Linked DNA regions of Mus musculus: region 1 is linked to region 2. The links are chromatin contacts, called in public HiChIP or PLAC-seq maps. All regions are on one chromosome and are shown on one strand. Each heading gives the region's core, a stretch centred on a gene start, on an enhancer-like site or on the middle of the called end of the contact. The rest is flanking DNA. Distances are from core to core; before and after follow the strand shown. Region 1 has its middle 130 kb from the start of Gm13575. Region 2 has its middle 130 kb from the start of Gm8541.

Evidence for each region. HiChIP or PLAC-seq counts read pairs in DNA pulled down with a chosen protein or histone mark.
Region 1: an H3K4me3 HiChIP or PLAC-seq map of embryonic basal ganglia shows a contact between it and region 2, with 7 times the contacts expected there. The contact joins two enhancer-like sites. A contact is called at or near these places in 15 of 484 Hi-C or Micro-C datasets (the N1E-115 cell line, cerebellum, cerebral cortex and 9 more) and 3 of 115 datasets of contacts at active chromatin or transcription factors (craniofacial prominence, embryonic basal ganglia and embryonic midbrain).

What each region holds. Positions count from the first base shown.
Region 1 is chr2:64,521,227-64,524,161 of GRCm38.p6, reverse strand. No RefSeq gene overlaps it. Among named protein-coding and RNA genes, the nearest start is that of Gm13575, 130 kb to the right of the region's middle. Within about 2 kb of position 1,256, at least 7 of the 459 cell types and tissues checked have an H3K27ac peak or open chromatin away from gene starts, as enhancers often do. A contact at or near this core is called in embryonic basal ganglia, where this site is marked.
Region 2 is chr2:63,701,651-63,704,476 of GRCm38.p6, reverse strand. No RefSeq gene overlaps it. Among named protein-coding and RNA genes, the nearest start is that of Gm8541, 130 kb to the right of the region's middle. Within about 2 kb of position 1,541, at least 122 of the 459 cell types and tissues checked have an H3K27ac peak or open chromatin away from gene starts, as enhancers often do. A contact at or near this core is called in embryonic basal ganglia, where this site is marked.

The DNA.
Region 1 (2,935 bases), core at 7-2,506, 820 kb before region 2:
CTGAGCTGTGCCGCATCGTAACACTTTTAAATAAGATCTTGACACCTCTGTCATTGTGCAGGCTAGGATCTAGACCACAGGAGCCCCCATCCCCCCCTTTAATTTGAACACAGTATTTTTCAACTAATGACAAGCATACATTATGTTTTTCCACTCTAACCAAGGCTCTAAAGCTATTTCAATTTGACTGGAGCGTTTTCTGCCAAATGGCTACACAGAGCACATTACCCACCAGAAAGCACCACGGTGATGAGCGCGCCCTGTCACCTATCCTGCGCGTCGATATGGGGGTTATTTGATTTGAAATTGGATTCTAGCCTTCCCTGATCTGCTGTGTAAATGGAGAAGCATGGGTTGAAGGAATTCTCAAAGTTTATGAAGAATAAACTCTGAGTCTTCTACTTTGAGTCTAGCAGAAGTTCTCATCTCAATGATAAATATTCAATGCTGAAAGGAGAAGAATATTTTTCTCTAATGGAAAGAAAACTTCGGAAAAATTATTCTATGCATGAATTTCTTCTGTGATACGAGTTGGGTGCAAGTTGCAGGCTTTTGTAGCAGGGTGGCTTTCTGACCCTTCTTTAAAGATTTAAGACTTAGTTCAGAAGTTCACTGAATGGGATGAGATGTGCTTCTTAAGTATGGAGCCTTCAAAAAATCTTCTAAATATATAATATTCTCAGCGAGACATGTCAGTCATTGTCAAGATGAAAGTCGTTTAAATGCTAAGTTCCTGGTAAACTGTGCCTGTGTTGTTGGGCCCTGTTCACAAAGCAATACCTTAGCTGTATGTGTAGAGCATACAAAAAAAAATAGGATTTTATTATGGTATGTTCAGTATCACTGAAGGCTGTGATGTGGGTTTGGAGGAAGGGAGTTTGCTATGCAAGTTACATGCTCATCACCACTATGTGTATGGCCCTCAGGGCAGCATAAAGAACTTCAGAGAAAACATATTAAATGGGCATGGGGAAGCATCCTTTTTGACCCACATGAAAGGGCCTTTGTGTAGATCTCATGAGCACAAGATTTTATTTTCAAGTGGATAAAGATGTGCGGTTTCTTTAGAATCAAAGGTAGATTGGCAACACTTTCTATAAATGGCAAGATAATTATGAGCGTATTTGGTATTCAGTGTAAAACATTCATCACTTTGAATAGTTTTGGCATCAAGGCAGCTGTAATAGGCAATCCCACAAGAGTTCCTTTGTAATTTAGCATTAAATGATGTCCCCTTATTGTGACGGCAGTTGAGAAGTTAAAAGACAGAGAAAGGAAGAAAGAAAACACAATTCTGTGCTCAGTCCAATGCAGCTCTGCCAGAGACTGGGTGGAAATTTGCTGTGAAATGATGACAAGAGCAGAGCTGATTTCCTGAGATAAAGAGCATTGACTGGTTTTGTGTTTGTGACAAATGTTAATGTGATCACATACCTTCTGTAGGCTAGTATCTACCTCACAAAAACAAACTGTTTCTAAAAACGTATAAAACTGCTTTCATTTTTACACTGAATGTGTGCTAGGCTGATTAGAATGGCACTGAATTCAACACGGCTTTCTGAGTCTATATCCTTTGTTTGAGGGTGTGTTGCAGCTACTCCAAGAGGTTAACTCCATTTCCCATCTCTTGAATCTGGATTGGCCATAGAACTTGCTTTGCCCTATGTGACAGAAGTGACAGCTTGCCAGGGTAGAGTCAGGGCTTCTTAATGACTCTCCTGAACGCTGGTCCAGCTGTCATGGGAATCGGCCAGGATTAGCCTGCTGGAGGACAAGAGGCATGGTGAATAGTGATGATTTATCCCAGTTGGAGCTGTTCTAGTCTTACCAGCCTCTAGTTGACCTGTGGCTGATGGCAAATTGCTGAGCAATCCTAGCAACATCATTGAAAGCTGGCCCAAAGCAGAAGGATCAGTCCCCATAGCCAAGTCTGTACTGCTCACTCCCATAACAGTAAGTTGAAAATTGGTCATTATTACAACCCACTCAATTGTGTGGAGCCTTGTCACACAGCACTAGATAACTATTTGGATGCTGTAGATTGAGAATCCAGATTAAGAAACATAAGGCTCAAGGTTTAGCTGCAATATTACTGAGTGAATGTGAAACCCCATTCTGGAAAGAATGATCTATCTTCCTTGTCTACCTTTGCTTCTGTAGCTTTCCGCTGCCAATGTCTTTTCCGATGGCCCACACTGGGTTTTTCTTTAAAGCTAGATGGTCTACTTATTCATGAAAGCTTTGATGACTTCTTTAATCTGCTGCTCAGAACTTTCTAGAATTAGAGGACTAACTGTATAATATCTTCCCTTTGTGTTGTTTTTAAGGCTAGTAATATTTTGCCCTTTGAAAGGACATGAGATTGTATCTTAACCATATTTATAACACTGAAATCAAATCACCTTTTGTATATATGTTCCTTTCCTTCTTTCTTCTTTTGCCTCCTCCTCCTCCTCCTCCTCCTCCTCCTCTTCTGCTATCTCCTCCTCCTCCTCCCCCTCTTCCTCCTCCTCATTTTTCATCTCCTTTGCCTTCCTTTTTCTGAGGCAGAATCCTGCCATTTATTCCTGACTAGCCTGAAGTTCACTGTATACCCCAGTCTGGCCTTAGACCGCTTATTCTTCTCCTTTTGCTTAGCAACAGCTTAGATGACAAGAATGAGGCACCACTCCAGGCTATCTTTACAATCTTGACAAAACTAAACAATACAAAAGCAATCAAATAAATACGATCATGAGTATGGGAAAGATACGACTCTGGGTCCCAGATTTCGCTCTGTGTTTTCGGTGCTGCCTTAGGATGTTGTTGGGTAGCTTCTAGAACTCTCAGTTAATCTAAACTTTAATTTATTATTACTGCTACTAGTGCATATTTACTTTGTTCTTATTTATTTGCCTCATTTTGCAAAGGTGAAAATTGAGCCCAGGAATTCTAC
Region 2 (2,826 bases), core at 292-2,791:
TACAGCATTGGTGTGCAAACATGGAGGGAAAAAATAATAATTGTCTCCCAAACCCCACAATTATACTAATGTTAAACCCTGCTTAATTCTTGCCTGGCTATTTCAAATTTTGACATGTGCATTAAGTCATGACTTGGGAATCTGGTAATGAATTGCCAGACACTGTTTCAATTCTTCATTTCTAGTCAGTGTGTGCAGAAGAAAACAATGTTTAAGCTTGTTCATTTTATCCTTGAATATCTGGATTCAAGACATGCTTGGACATCTTAAAAGGGCTTCCAATCCTGACTAAAAGGTTTGCCACCATTTCAGAATGCACAGTAAGGACAAAGAATTGCTGTTAATCAGAGAGGGTATGGCTCTGTAACCAAATATTAAGTTATTGCTAACTTTTCCCAACAAGTAGTATTCACGTTTGAGAAGACTATTATTTTGCCACACTCAACGGAAGAAAGCATTTTATTTAGTAATAGTTCAAATAATGCAGTAAAAATGTCTTTGTGTGCATTTGAACTGGCCCTGGTGGCCTGATTCAGTATTTTGCCCATTTTCTTGGCTTTTTGAGCTTCACGCACACAAAAAGAAATTGTACAAAACACTTAGCACTTTTTTTTTCCTTTTTTTCCTCAAGGCTGGTAATGGGGCTTTCACTGCACAAAGGCAGGGACAAACTATTTGGAAAGGTGAGGGTTCTCAGAAAAACTAGAAAACTCTGCCCATACATTTTGGACTTGCTCTCTTCACTGTTGCTGTATGTTTGCATCCCTAGAATCTCTGAGGATTTATGCTTACCATGTAAAATATAAAATAGGATCATTGGACGGATCCACAAATTTCACATGCAAGATAGCTTTTAAATGGAGGATGGCGAATAATTCATGTTTAAGAATTTTATAAGAGTTACCTTTTGCAAAAGGCAGTTTTCACTGGCAACACTTCCATCTGTGAAGTGAACTAGCTGGCTACTGACTCTCTCTCTCTCTCTCTCTCTCTCTCTCTCTCTCTCTCTCTCTGTGTGTGTGTGTGTGTGTGTGTGTGTGTGTGTAGAGGAGAGGTGGCAGTGAGCAGGTAGAAGGTCAAAGGGTAAATTCCAATTGCTGTGACATATTTTTATGAGCGGAATCATAGCCAGCTTTTAGCCTTGAACAGGAAAGAAAATCTTAGGAAGGGAAGGAACATGAATGGGCTGGTCAGGGAAATCAAGAAGTGCTCTCCCAAATTAGCAGCTAATTGCTCCCTAACCTGCCATATTCATCCATTTGAGCTTTATTTTATTATGCTGGACTTGAAGATTCGTTTTCTAATAAAGAAATGGTAGTAAAATCTCAGTTGCAAATACAAAGTTCTCTTCGAGATTTTTACCTCACTTTTACCAAACAAAAAAGCATGTTTTCCCCCTTCTTTTGTAGGGGGTGGGGTGCCGAGGGGGTGAAGCATCTTTGACAGTTTGAAAGGAGGAGGAGAATATGTGGGAGTTCTCAGAGAAAGGCTGACAAAGCACCGCAGCAGCGGCAGGAGATGGGAAAAGCTCAGCTGCTGGAGAAGAGACAGGAGGACCGCGAGTCTGGCTTTGTTAGAAGCCCGAACTACTGTACTCCAGGTTCCTCCGTTTGTGGGGACCATTTTCTGCTTTGTAGTTGTCATGCAACCAGGCAAAGCGAAAAGGGAAAAAAAAGGGAAACAGAGAAAAGAGAGAGAGAGAGAGAGAGAGAGAGAGAGAGAGAGAGAGAGAGAGAGAGAGAGAGAGAGAGATGTCAGGGGCCGCAGTCCAGGCAGAGCAGCTGCCAGGCCCGCCCAGCAACCCACTCCTTGCAGTCTCCAGCGCGGCAGCGGGGACAGCACTGGCAGCAGCTGCAGGGAGGCCCTGCTGGTCCCCAGCCGGCGCGCGCTGGGGTCAGAATGGGGAGTCCCTCTAGCTCTCATCTTCTGAGCAAGCAAATTCTTCAGATTCCTGCACTGGGGCCCTCTGGATGTCAGCTGACCGGCAGCTAGCTCCCTGGATCCAAACCTGCCATCTCCTGGGACACCCTAAGCGCTCTGGATATGTTCTGGGTGTCCCTGCGCGGTTCACTCCAGGTTTCTCCTCCCTCTTGGTCTGCCTGAGGGTCTCGCACAGAAGTCAGGCAGTTCTGGCAGGAAGCAGAACCTAAACAGGACCATCATTTTCAAAGTTGATGGGACAAACCCAGGCATAACTTGAGATGGAGACCAGTCCCAAGGCTTAAAAGAAGATGCACAAATTAGACAATTTCACTATTAGCAGAGGCAGCATTATGACCCTTTTTGTTGTAAAAGGGACATAAATGTAGCTGTAGATTGAATGAAGTTATAGGCCATAAAAGGGCAAGAGAGAGTAGGGAAGAGATAATAGGCGCTGTCCATCGACTCCTCCTCCCCTCCCTGTGTCAGACCTCCCCAGCAGTGGTGGTGGCAAACAGTCTACCCGCAATAATAAATGAGGGAAGGCGGAAGGATAAATGCCACCGAGCGCGGCCGTGCATTTTAGAGTGGCGACAATTGCTGTTTATTTGCTTTTCGTTTACGAAAATGACAAAGGGCAAGGTTATATGTGAGACACATCTCCGCATTGTGTTTTACTCGTGGTGGTTTTGGGAATCAAGGTGACTGGATGCATAGTAAACTTTTCTTTATTTTGGATGTGGAAAATATAATCTTCTTTCTAAACTAGAGATTTTTCTTTTTGTTAAAGACTTTGGCAGAAACAAATCGAACAACTTTTTTTTCACTGTTTTTCTTCACTAATCCTATGCCCTAAGACTAATAAATTCTTCTCAAAGTTTATGGTAATTCCTATCTATGAAGAAA